2 separate regions of the Sus scrofa genome follow, and region 1 is linked to region 2. Evidence: chromatin contacts called from public HiChIP or PLAC-seq data. All regions are on one chromosome and are shown on one strand. Each heading gives the region's core, a stretch centred on a gene start, on an enhancer-like site or on the middle of the called end of the contact. The rest is flanking DNA. Distances are from core to core; before and after follow the strand shown. Region 1 has its middle 89 kb from the start of RPS6KA3. Region 2 overlaps RPS6KA3 (ribosomal protein S6 kinase alpha-3).

The links. HiChIP or PLAC-seq counts read pairs in DNA pulled down with a chosen protein or histone mark.
Region 1: an H3K27ac HiChIP or PLAC-seq map of skeletal muscle shows a contact between it and region 2. The contact joins two enhancer-like sites. A contact is called at or near these places in 1 of 47 Hi-C or Micro-C datasets (skeletal muscle) and 2 of 2 datasets of contacts at active chromatin or transcription factors (alveolar macrophages and skeletal muscle).

Annotation. Positions count from the first base shown.
Region 1 is chrX:16,662,819-16,669,748 of Sscrofa11.1, forward strand. No RefSeq gene overlaps it. Among named protein-coding and RNA genes, the nearest start is that of RPS6KA3, 89 kb to the left of the region's middle. Within about 2 kb of position 4,468, at least 5 of the 83 cell types and tissues checked have an H3K27ac peak or open chromatin away from gene starts, as enhancers often do. A contact at or near this core is called in skeletal muscle, where this site is marked.
Region 2 is chrX:16,505,391-16,512,433 of Sscrofa11.1, forward strand. RPS6KA3 (ribosomal protein S6 kinase alpha-3) reads right to left here. Exons shown (of 24, transcript XM_021080348.1): 6 at 2,051-2,132. Among named protein-coding and RNA genes, the nearest start is that of EIF1AX, 59 kb to the left of the region's middle. Within about 2 kb of position 5,606, at least 1 of the 83 cell types and tissues checked has an H3K27ac peak or open chromatin away from gene starts, as enhancers often do. A contact at or near this core is called in skeletal muscle, where this site is marked.

The sequences.
Region 1 (6,930 bases), core at 3,218-5,717, 160 kb after region 2:
TTAGGGTTGCCAGGGTCACGTATCCCCAGAGGGTGGCTGTTTCCACCCTGGAGGTGGTGGTCCTGGGCAGGTTTGGGATGAGGCACTCCTCTTCCCTCACCCTAGTCCTGTTATTGGTCTTGGTGAGATATGTAAGGGAGATAGAGAGGTAATATACACGATAGCCCTGGTACATTGTCTCAAACACACTAGGGTCTCAGTGTTAGTGTCATTGTTTCTTAAGGGAAAGGAGCCTGGAAACAGGGATGGAGCTGCAGTTGAACTAACTGCTACTGAAGTTCTTGGGCTGGGAAAAGTCCAAACCTGGGGTCCTCATCCCAGATCCCAGATTGAGATACTCCCAGAACAAAGGGCTATGCATCACTCGAAGGTATATGCCTCTGAGTGGGGCCTCAGGTTCCTCATCTATAAAATGCAAGGCTTGGAGCAGATCAGTAGCCTACACCCACTCAGTTCTTAGAACTGTTCCCTTGCCCCACAGTGTCACCACCTCATGAAAATTATTGAACTGGATGATCTGTATGTGCTCTTCCAGAAAAGAATAGAGTTAGCAACATGGCTGGCTGGCAAGGAACTGCAGCAGGTCTTCCACTGTTTGAACCCATGTCAAGCCCTCCCTGTGTCACTTATAGACAATCAAAGTGAGATAACTACCCTATGGTTTTAATGAGTGTAGCCAATAAAGGTAACTCACAATAGGTTCCACTATTTTTAAAAATGTAATAATTACCCTTAACCTAGGCCTTAATAAAATAGGGGCCTACAATGAAATGTCAGCAATGGGCAGGGAGAGGAAGCTAAGAACGTCCTGAATCAGCTGTAGAGGAAACGGAGGGGGAAGAAGTGAAGATGATGTAGGGCAGTGGTTTTCAAGGAGTGGTTTCTGGACCAGTGGCAAAGTATCACCTTGGAACTTTCTAGAACTTGCCGAGTCCCTCTCCCTCCATTGCTCCCACCCCCGGCTTACTGAAGCAGAAACTCTGGTGCTGGGGCCCAATCACCTGTTCTAAAAAGCTCTCCACCATGGGATTCTTTTTTTTTTTTTTTTTTGTCTTTTTTGTTGTTGTTGTTATTGTTGTTGTTGTTGTTGCCATTTCTTGGGCCGCTCCCGCGGCATATGGAGGTTCCCAGGCTAGGGGTCGAATCGGAGCTGTAGCCACCCGCCTACGCCAGAGCCACAGCAACGCTGGATCCGAGCCGCGTCTGCAACCTACACCACAGCTCACGGCAACGCCGGATCGTTAACCCACTGAGCAAGGGCAGGGACCGAACCCGCAACCTCATGGTTCCTAGTCGGATTCGTTAACCACTGCGCCACGACGGGAACTCCTCACCATGGGATTCTGATGGACACTAAAGGTGGAGAATCCTCAGTGTAGCTGATGCTGCTGGGGCCCCACCCACACCCCCTTCCCATGCTGTGCACACAGCTGCCAAGTGCCAGAAATACTGGTTGCTGACTGCTCTCAGCCAGCCCCATCTCTGGAGACTTGCCTTTGGCCAAATAGAAGCCACAGAGCCCGAGAGGTTACAGCCCCCTGCCCCTGGCCCCCAAGGCCCAGTCTGAGACTGGGGTATGACAAGCTGGCCCTTTAGTCTTGAAGAGGGACAATTTGTGGTGGATTTATGCTCTGGGCTTTACCAGAGACCACATCCTTGCTTGGCTCATTCCCCATCCTGTTCTGCCTCCTCCCCTCCATAACGGGCTTTTCCAGCAAGCAGTCCTTCACCCCATCATGAGCATCTGAATCCCTCTCTCAGGTTCTGCTTCTAGGCAAAGCAGATGGGAAGGCGAAAAAGGCTCCCATGATGGAAATGAATATGTAGAGAATACATGACTTAGACATCATTCAGTCTGACCTTGAGTCAAAACAAATGTGTTTTCCAACAGAAATACATTTACATGCTTCAAAACCCACACAGTAGAAAATGATATGTGGTGAAAGGTCTCTCCCCTAGCCCACTCCCTGTCTGCACATTCACCTCCTTTCATAGGTCACCACAGTTATTATTTGCTTCTGAATTATTCCAGGGATTAAAAAAAAATGCTGCATATACAAGCAAATACAAATTTCTATTCTCTCCTGCATCCCCTTTACACAAACAATACTCAGTGTTCTGTATTTGCTTTTTCCAACTTTACACTATACTTTGGAGCATTTCCAATACATATACATAGAAAGCATACTCATGCCATTTTTATAGACACATAGGATTCTCCTGTAGGGCTATACCACAGTTTCCGTAACCAGCACCCCTATCCATGGCCCTTTAGGTTATTTTCAACTTTTTCCTTCAATCTGACATTTGAAAATTATTGGACCACATAATGTTGCCTATATAAGTGTGAATTTTCAAGATTTTGTAGTAGTGAGGTATTGAAGAGGATAATAACTCTTTCTCAGATGGGCTATCTTAAATAAATGTTGAGGGTTGTGTTAGGTGGGAATCTCCCCTTTACAAAAACCAGAATCTGAACTGATACATTGAAAAGGCACATAAATTAGGAGATGACGACTTTCTTTTAAAATTGCTTCATTTGATAAAAGGTTGACCAGAGTTCTCCTTTAGATGGAGAACTGTGGTCTTTAAAATATGACTTAATCTTGCAAAAATTTGAGCTACCTTAATCTTTACAAGAACACATCTAGTATATTAAATAAAGCAAGCTGTTCCTATATTGTTTGATATTTAATCACACAGTGTGCTGGAATTCATAAGGACCATTTAAACCGTAATATCACTGTGCTGAACTACTATACATAATATAGATGAGTAACAAGGACCCGTTGGATAGCACAAGGAAATTTACTCAATACTGTGCAATAGCCTATATGGAAAAAGACTGTGAAAAAGAATGGATAAATGCATAACTGATTTACTCTGATGGACACCTGAAATTAACACAACTTTGTAAGTCGACTATATTCTAATAAAATTTTAAAAAATATTACTGTGCTGAAATTTTGTTACAGTCAATGGCTACTGGTTAGGGTTTGGCAATCTTTTTGTTGAATAAACATTTTTTTGCCAAAATGGTACTCATTTTTATGAAATTCAATCTGGAATCATCCTTGGGGATTTTGAAAGATGCAGTTCACTTTTTAGAACCTGGCTTTGGAAAATATTTTGGCTTGGCATTGTAGATATTTTGTTTTTAATCTGACAAATCTTTTCAACTCTCATTACTAGTTTTTCTTTCACCAGAAGGAAGGAGGTGTGCTAAATATTTTCCAAATCGATTTCTTAGAAACAAAACAGTTTGTTTTACTAACTGCCGAGGAAAGCCTAAGTAAGAGCTATGCTTGCGATAGTACGAATAGATTTCGGAGCGCTTTCTCTCTTTTTTGACATATCAGATTTCAATGGCATAAACTGCCATTTCGGGTTCAAAATTTGTTTTTTTAGTTCCCTTTAACACCTTACTCTTAATTTCCACCAATGTTACACCTACACAGATGGCAAATACTGAGAAGTGTTATCAATACTGTTTCCACAGAGCAGGGAAGCTGTCAAATGTTGACGGAAGGGAAGAATTTGGTCTTTATAACAGACTAGTGGGTCTTCGCTGTCTCAGCAATTAGGATTCAAAAATCCTCAGTCCTGTATATCACCCCATGAAAGTGCAAAATAAAAATAGGAATTGTTGCTGCTTTAGCATATGTAGGTACACATTAATTCAGGTAAGAAAGGAATGTGTTACCTAAGGCCAGAGAGGTTACTTCCATTACCCTGGGCAGGAGCTTTAACTGGAAGGGCACTTTCTAAATTTCCGGAGGAGCCCACAGAAATGACAGACAGTGAAGAGTCACAGACTTTTCTGAACAGAATTTTGTGGCAAAACATGGAAAACAGGGAAAGCATTTCATGTTTTATCCATGTGCTCGGTTTTGCCAATATTGGCTGAATGTTGCATAACAACACAGTAGCTGTACTTACCGCAGCTGTCGTTTAAGGAATGTGGCAGATTTGCTTGACTTAAAAATTCTTCCAGCAAAAATTCCATTTTTTACTTTAGGAATTTTACTTAGGAATTGGGGCGAAGGCTCAGAAAAACGCAGACTTGAATGCCCAGTGCTATTTTCCTGTCCCATCCGCTTCCCTGCTATTTGGGCTCAGGGAGGGCACACTAGGGACGGGACCCCAAGGGGCTGGACGGGCCGAGGGGGAAAACTATGAGCTTCACTCAGGGTGGCGGTGTCTGTGAAGCTGGTGGGCAAAGAGAATCAACTCTGTTGAAGGTGGGGCGGGAGGTGCTCACCCTGAAACAAGGTGAAGGAAAGGACCAAGGCCAGCTGCCTAAGAAGGACTCGGGAAGCCTAGGGTGGGAAAGTGAGCCTGCGGGAATTTTGGAGCCCAAGTGCACTTTCTGTGCAGTGGCCTTTCAGGGTCTCACGGGTGGCGTGGGCATCGAACTCTTCCTTCTCTCCCTTTCCTCACAGCTCCCTTTCACCAGGTGACCTGGTGTGGAACTCTGAAAATCTAAGAGCTCACCCATCTGGAATGTGAAGAGGCAGCATCTAGATAAGAGGGTTTGGATTACAGGAGTGAAATGAGGCTGTTTTTTCCTTTTTTTTTTTTTTTTTTTTTTTTTACCTCCTATCGACTTGGTTGATCAAAAAAAAAAATGTTGTCCAATCTACCTCACAAATATTTACCATTTTAACCACTTTTAAGTGCACAGTTTTGTGGCATAAAGTACACTCGCATGGCTATGCAGCCGCCACTAGCATCCATCTCCAGAACGTTTTCATCTTCCCAAGCTGAAACTCTGTCCCCCTTGCACCGGAACTCCCGGGTCCCCTTTGCCCCCGGCCCCTGGCAACCAGCATTCTGTTTTCTGTCTCTAGGTGCCTCATCTCATCATTTTTGCAAGCATAAAACTCCTTCACTTTGCTCCATACTGGCTGGTTGAGGGCTTGCATTTGACTGTAGATACTCCTTATGGGGACAGACCCAAGGGGGTCTGTCCAGTTGGGCAAATGCTGCCTGCACCAGGTTGCACATCATCCTGCCTGTGTGCCCGTGTGGACCGGACCGGGGAAGGGGCCAAGGGGAAGCCGCTGTTTCAGGCTGGAGTTTGGGATGGAGACTCCCCTTGTATTTTGGTTACTCACGGGTAGACAGAGGAAGTTGAATTTTAAAAGCTGTTTAATGAGGGAATGGTGAGGGCTGGGCAAACACGATTAGTCACGCAGCTCCCGGCCGAGGTTATTTATTCTCCGGAGAAGCCCAGTGCTGGTGACGGGGATGGATCGCTGATCGAGAAGCTGAGTAAATTTGACCAAGAGGCCTGAACCGAGGGGGAAACTGGTCTCTCTCTGAGGTCTATTGACACTGAATAGAAACGTGGGCTTAATTCCAATTTGTTTCCTAGCAAAATAAATACACAAATATCAAGGGAACTTCCTTGTTTTCAGAAAGAGGAAAGAGTCGAAGCTATTACAAGTATAAAAGGCAAATGAAAAGGAGATGAGTGGTTTTGAGGATACGATAAAAATATCTCGGTAGGCAGTTCCACATAAGTGTAAAAGGATACTCTGAAATCTTTCCCGGCTGCAAGGGCGAGGAGGAGTGAATTACATTCCCCAGAAAGGTTGTGGGTGGGATTATATTCGCGGACATGCTGGGCTTGAACACCGTGTGGACCAAGTCACAACATAAACCTTAGGAAAAACGTGTTCTTTTTTGCTAAAATCACGACAAACTCATCTCTCTTAAAATGCCGACATTATGCTAATAAAGCCTAGAACCAAATATGCAGAAAAATATTTATTGAGTGGATGAGTGAACAATATACATACTTTAGAACTATAAAGCGTTCCCAGTTTAAAGAAATCCTATGCATTTTAAGGTATGTTGATGAAGCTCCAGTTCCTGACACCATGGAGCTCTCAGAACTCAGGGCTGCATTTGCTTTAATTAGGGATCTCAAGACTATGATGTGCGCCCTCTCTTACTAGGAGCTAAACTGTTACAACCAACATTTTACACTGTCAAGCAGAGACTAGTCTGTCCATGGACAGTGTCCATCTGTTATTACCTACAATAAACCAAACATTTAGACGTGAACTGAGAATTCACGGTGGGTCCTTTCACACCACCTTTCACACTAGTTTCTTGCAGCAGTTTTGAGAATGTATTGTTTATTTAAACTTATCATGTCCTAGTTCTAAATAAATAGCACAGACACATTGTAGAAAATTTAGGATTACAAATAGCTGTAACAAAAGATAAAAAACACTGGTGACTGACTACTCAGATGTAAATATTCTGATGTATTTTCTTATTTGCTATATATACTAATAATGAGATTCCAGTTTCATATCTTCCTTTTTCATTTAATATTTGATCGCGAGCATTTTTCTTGGCCATTAAAGATTCTTCAAACATGGTTATGATTATGGCTGCATCATTTAATCATGAAGCTGCAACATACTTTATTTAACAGTTCCCCTGGTGTCAGAGACCTAGATTCTTTCAAGTTTTTGTTATCAGAAATGGCTCTTTGATGAGCATTTTTCCCCTAACAATCTTTGACCTTATCTTCAGGTCAGAATCCCCAGGATTAGGAATATACAGTTGTTAAAGTTCTTAAAACATTGTGCTATATTCTTTTTTCCATAATCACACTCTCACCAGCAGAGTAAGAGTATTCCTGTTAGTGTTCTCCTTACAACAGAGGAAGCACGAGAATTTGAAAACTAACCTTCCCGCTCTGGCAGGTGTAAGATGATTATCTCAGGGTTATTTGAATTTGCACTTTTTTGATTGCTACTTAGGCTGAAAAACTTCAATACGTTGATCGGTTGTGTTTCTCCTGAAAATTTTCTGTTTGTGTCCTTTGTCCACTTTTCCCCTGTTTGTTTGCCTTTTTATGCTTGAGAAGAATATCCTTGACACTAAAAATATAGTCCTTTGTCACTAGTA
Region 2 (7,043 bases), core at 4,356-6,855:
CATGGGTTGTAATCTATCACTATCATTAATTATTGCAATGTTTAAACTGTCCTAGATTTGACCAGGAGTCTTTTACTCAATTCTTTACATATTAATATTTTATATAATACTTGAGAGGAATAATTTCCTAATCTCCTATTTACACCATTTTTCACTGTACGCAAGGCCAAATTTTTTTGTACTGTCAATTTGTTTGTAATTTTTGATTTGCTCTTCACAAGCTTCCTAGGCTGTGTTAAGTTATAAAATTCAGTTAGATTGTTAGTTATTATGGTATAGGGTTTAAGAGAAAATTCTATTTTTTTTCCAGGTTGCTCAGGAGTATTTCAAACAAAATTTATAAAATCATTATTTAATTTCCCATCATTTTATATACCTGCTTTATCATACAGCATAGCAATTACTCAATATTGTTGTAACAAATACATTAAACTTTAACATCTAAAACTTTAGTACAATTATGTTCCACTGGTTTATATGCCTGTATCATTTTCCTCAAAACACACTGAATTATTACTGCTTTAAATAAGCTTTAAACCTGTTAAGCTTGTTCCCTTTTCACTCTTCTTTTTTCAGAATACTCTGAGGTACATGCTTTTCAAGCGAAATTTTGAACACTTCAAGGAAAATGCAACGAGAATCTTGGGGATGTGGTGGTAACAGGATGGCTACAGGAATACTGACAGTCTTAGCCTTCTTGAAAAGCAGTTGGGCATTTATTTCCTTTCCTGGTATCTTTTAGGCTTCTCAGAGTTTGACAGTTTCCTTTACATGTATTACGCACAATATAAATCCTATCTATATATATCATTACAACTCAAGAGTTCCTTTTGTAAATGAGCCCTCTTAAGCCCCATTTATGCAGTTTTATAACACGGGATTCATGATTATAAAAGTATAAAATCAGTGATATCAAATAGGGCAATAAGGATATAATTTAATTCCCTGATCCTAGCATGAATCAAGTAAGTAGTATACCAGGAGGTGGAGAATGGATAGGAAAGAAAATACATTCAGGAAGGAAGCAAGAGAATGAAAGCAAAGAGTGATTTTTATAAAGGAAGGTAAAGTTTCTTGAAATGATGTATCCAGTGTGAGTTACTAACTGGGAAGACTAACATCAGAAGCAACAAATGATCATCACAAACATTCCTTCCAGAGTATTTAAAAACCTGTTGAAAATACAGGTTAGTTAAAGAAGAAAAGGATGTTAGGAATCAATACATAAAACAATTAGAGGTTACGTGGTAAAATAACTAATACTACTAAATTAAAGGAAAATTTAGGTATTTTAAAATCTATGTACAATTTTTTCTAAGTGACTATTTACCTGTAAGAGCCAAATCTGAGATTAAATTTTTCAAAATTAGGGGATTAGAATAAAAAAAATTTTTTTTGTCTATTTGTCTTTTCTAGGGCTGCACCCACACACGGCATATGAAGGTTCCCAGGCTAGGGGCCCAATCTGAGCTGTGGCCCCCAGCCTACACCAGAGCCACAGCAATGCGGGATCCAAGCCTCGTCTGCGACCTACACCACAGCTCACGGCAACGCTGGATCCTTAACACACTGAGCAAGGCCAGGGATCGAACCCGCAACCTCATGGTTCCTAGTTGGAGTCATTAACCACTGAGCCATGACAGGAACTCCTCAGAATAAAATTTTATTTGGAGGTCAGAAGTCAAAATGATAACATCCTTAAAATGAAAGTTATTTTGCATTCAGTATTCAGTAGATCAGTAAGTTTTTAAAACATTAAAATAATCATATGAATTGGAAGATGAATTAAATCCAGTTTAAATATTCTAAACTCCTTGCCTAATGCCCAAGAAGAATTTATAATACTTCTTTTAAAACATGGTAACTCCCATTCTCACTAGTCATATGATTCTTAGCCCACTAGGAAAAATCTACTCAACCAAAGTCTAAATTTAAAGACAGTAACAGGAACAGATTCAGAATTTAAGTAACTGGCCTAGGAATCATGAGGTTTACTGAGATTTTTCGGTTTGTTCATTCTATGCGAACTACAAACAGCAGCAGCACTTACCTTTCAATGTGGCCTTCTTCAATACTTTCATGGCATAAAGCTGTCTAGCATCAGAGCCTGAGATTTTTTTGACTAAGAAAACCTGTATTTAAATAGGAGAAAATAAGTTTTACAAAGTATAACAAACTATACTATTGCTAAAGTAAGACTCCTATTGTAATATAGGTTATTAATAGAAAGGTTCTGATATATTAACTGTTTGCCAGCTTCCAAAGACCAAGCAACATGTAAGACAGAAACAAAAATCATTAAACTAAACTATGTGGCAATTAGATAAAAGTCTAACATCTTTAAAGTATAAAATAAGTAGTGATTGCTCTGCTTTTAACAAAACAAAAACTCTGATTCCACAAAAACTGTTACATGGGAAGAGTTCCCTTTGACCACAAATTTCTGTTGATGAATAGTCTTTTTTTGGGGAGGGGCGGCATCCCTCAGCATATGGAGCTCCTGGGCCAGGGATCTAATCCAAGCTGCAGCTGTGAACTAAGTTGAAACTGAGGCAACGCTAGATCCTTAACCCACTGAGCGAGGCCAGTGATCGAACCCACGTCCTCATGGATACAGACAAGTTCGTTAGTGCTGAGCCACAACAGGAACTCCTGAAAAGCCTCTCTCTTTCTTTTTAAAGATTTTAATTTTTGCTATTATAGTTGATTTACAACTGAATAGTCTTTTTTATATTTGAAAATTTCACATAAATTTCTCATTGATGGGTGGAATAATTCTTTTAAATTTTTAATTTTTTTTTCTTTTTAGGGCAGCACTTGTGGCGTATTGAAGTTCCCAGACTAGGGGTTGAATTGGAGCTGCAGCTGCCAGCCTACACCACAACCATAGCAACACGGGATCCTTAACCCACTGGGCAAGGCCAGGGATTAAACCCACATCCTCATGGATCCTAGTCGGGTTCGTTAACCACTGAGCCAAGATGGGAACTCCTAAATTTAAAAATTTTTAAGTATAGTTGATTTATCATGTTATGTTAGCTTCTGATATACAGCAAAGTGATTTAGTTATACACAAATATATTCTTTTTCATATTCTTTTCATTATGGTTGATTACATGATATTGAATATAGGTCACTGTGCTATACAGTAGGACCTTGCTGCTTATCTATTTTATATACAGTGGTTTGTATTTGCTAATCCCAAACACCAAATCTATCCCTCTCCCACTCCCTTTCCCCTTTGGTAACCACAGTTTGTTTTCTATGTCTGTGAGTCTGTTTCTTTTTTGTAAATAATTTATATCTTTTTAAGATTTCGTATATAAGTGAAATTATATGATATTTGTTTTCCTCTGACTTAATTGATTTAGTACGATAATCTCTAGGTTCATCCATGTTGGTGCAAATGGAATTATTTTTTATTTTATTTTTTACGGATTGAACCCGCAACCCCATGGTTCCTAGTCGGATTCGTTAACCACTGCGCCACAAGGGGAACTCCTATTTTTAGTTTTTTAAGGAACCTCCATACTGTTTTTCACAGTGGAAGCACCACCTTATATTCCCACCGACAATACAGAAGGGTTCCCTTTTCCCCACACCTACCCCAACATTTGATATTTAGAGACTTTTTAATGATGGCCATCTGACTGGTGTGAAGTGATACCTCACTGTAGTTTTGATCTGGGCAGAGCAATTTAAAACACTTATACTGAAGAAGGCTACTCACAAATTTTTAATGTATATTAAATCAGAATCCTGCTTTCTTACCTTTTAAAAATCAAATATACAGGTACACTTAAATATGAAGAACACAATTCCCAGCTATGTTATTGAGCATCTTGATTTTCCAAATACTTTAAGTTGTTTTTAAAATATAGTGTGGGATTTATGCAAAATAAAGAGCCTGCTCTAAATAATTCAGTCATGCTATAATATGACTCATGTAAAACTATCGATAAATCCCCTCTACTCATTTTGACCATTAGTTTTATGATCTCTTCCATCAAACCTTTAAAAGGTCTTACTTAGTGGACCTTAATTCCAACTATTTTCCTCCTACCCATTCTTTTCTAGCAGTGCTATTGAGCTGCCACAGATAGTAAGAAGAGATGCGGTTACAATCAACAACTTTAGGGTCATCTCTCAATTATCTGCATTAGAACAATAGGTTACTGGCACAAAATCAAAAAATGATTCATTCGACTTATTCAAGGGCAAGGCAGAGTTCCTTACTTTGAGAAATTGTGCCAAAGACAATGGGCAATGACCTCAAATCAAGTGAAAAGTGCCACAATGTGTACAGAAACCCTGATGCAGGGTGTGTTTCTCTCCCCAAATCACTGCCCTGTCCCCCTTTCACTGTGACCCACCCTTTAGTTTCTTTCAGTCAATTAGCACTGAGCCAACCTAGGCAGAGATAAGTATTCTCAATCGGGGTGTTTCCTAAGATGGAATGATGTTCAAATGCTAAAGGCAATCAGAGATTATGAAATTTTTTTTTTTTTTTTTTTTTTTTGCTTTTTAGGGTCACACCCATGGTATATGGAAGTTCCCAGGCTAGGGGTCAAATCGGAGCTGAAGCTGTCGGCCTATACCACAGCCACAGCAACTCAGGATCTGAGCCACGTCTGTGACCTACACCACAGCCCACGGCAGTGCCAGGTCCTTAACCCACTGAGTGAGGACAGGGATCGAACCCATATCCTCATGGATAGCAGTCGGGTTTGTTTGTGCTGAGCAACTACAGGAACTCCCTGAATGTTTTTGAGCTGAAATAAATTCTAATTTGTTAGGTGGAGATAATTAGGAGTCATCTGATGCTTATTATTCTTTCTTAAGATTTCCTAATCAAGCCTCTTTGTGCCATTCTATAAGAAAAATTCTCCTCATGGGTTCCAAACTTTCTTCCCCCTTATTCGAAAGCACCTTCTTTATACTTTTCAGCATTTCCTATTAGTTTTTGCAAAGGACCTTCACAAGCATTTGCTATACATCATCATGATAATTTTGGGAGGCAGGCCTACTAAGCAATGCCTATTTTATAGCTGCCCAAGCTAGGGCTTCGAGAGGTTAAATAATTCACCTAGTGACACAGTGGAGGTACTGGGACAAGAACCAGGCCAGCCATTCAGTTCTGTGCTCCTGCTCAGCGCACTCAATCTGTTCCCTCGGGCTGTCACCAGTCAAGCACAGCAGGAGCAGTCCCAGATGCCATTGGATCTTCCCCCACTAGCATTTCTGACCTTTCGAACTCCTCCATGAAGCTATTCTTAGGCTCTGACAGGTCATCCCTGTTTCCTTGGCTTAGACTGGCTTTTGAGGATGAGTAAGAAAGGAGACGCCCTACTTTTAATGTCTGCTCTTTATAGTAAGGTATCTAAATTACTTTTAAAGAAATAAAAGGAGAAGTATGCTAACTCCTGGAAACTTCAATATTATGTTCCCTGGAAATAAATCCATCTATTTGGGTTTAACCATAATAAATTGCATGATAATACAATCTTACAGCAGATATTACATGCTTGGTCTTATATTATTTAATTCTCACTACTACCCTATGAGGGCAGGACTATTATTAACTCATTAATTCTTTTCAGAATTATATACTAGGTACTGTGCTACTGGTTTAATGCTGAGACATGGTACAAGGCATGCATGGGCCCTGCACTCATGGAACATATAGTCTAGTAGGGGAGATAGCCAATAAACAAATAATTATACAAACAAAACCCTCCAACTGTGGTGAGTGCTGTATAGATGAGGTATATACCATTCTGAGAAGGTATATGAATGTGACCTAGTCAGGATGGCTGGGAAGACTTCTTTGAGATCATAAGCATGAGCAGAGGTAACCAGATGAGGAAGGGGTAGGGGTGGGGCAGGGTACTTCAGGAAGAAGAAACATGTGCAAAAGGCTTTTGCTTACAGTCTAAAAAGGAAGGCCAATGTGGCCAGAATAGAGGTAGTGAAAAGTATATAAACTGATGTTGTTGAGGTAGCTAGTGGGCAGATTGGGGGGGCTCTTCAGTCATCTTAAGAATTTGTCTTTCTCCTAAAAGCAAAGGGAAGCTATTGAAAGGTTAAGGGAGTAGAGTATAAAACTAGCTCTTGTTGGTTGTCATATGGCAATGGCTTGAGGCAAGAATAAATTTGGGAAGCCCAAGTTAGGAGCCTCCTTCAATAAGCCAGGAAGAAATGATGGTGGCACAGACTGGCTAAGTACCAGGGAGAAGAAGAAAACAGGCAAGACTTGAGAAATCTTTACAGAAAATTTCTGATCCATCCACAAATCAACAGAACTTGTGGGAGTTGAGTGGGGCAGGGTGGGGGTGGGAGGGATGGTGGGGACCAGAAGTTATGTGTCAAGAATGCCTCCCCAAGCTTCTGGCTTGCTTAATTGGATGCCATTCATAGTGACAGAGAAAAACGAAAGAGGAGAGGTTTGGGGGTTAGGAGAAAGCATGAGTTTGGTCATAGACACGCTGAGTTTAAAATGCCTTTGAGACATGCAAAGAGAAAAGTAGTGGTACATAGAGTTCAGACTGGGAGGCACAATCTAGAATGGAGAAACAAATTTGTTATGTCAGCTGAATGTGGGTTTTATTAAGACAGTTGGCATAGAGAAAATAATTAGTAGGGAATAAAGACTGAGAAGAGAGCCTAGAACGAACCTTGAGGAACTTCAATACCTAATGACTGCCTAGAAATGGGGCTCCAAAAAGTTAAATAACTTGCTCAACCACACAGAGCAAGTAGAAGAAAAAAAAAGAGAATCCATGTCTGGCTGACCTAGAGCTTAAACTTGCAACCATTATCTTCTGCTGGCTACTTTTGGATTGAAAACATCATATTGGGTTTGGAAGATGTTAACAGCTGTAACAGATTACCTATGTTCGCCAAGGATTACTAAATGGTTTCATTAAAATACATAAAATGGTGTTATTTTGAAGCTTGCAAAGCATGATATCTTCAAATGTTTCCTGAGAAAGCACAGCAATGCAAAAGTTGAATGCAACATCAGAATGTTCCTCTTGCTGAGA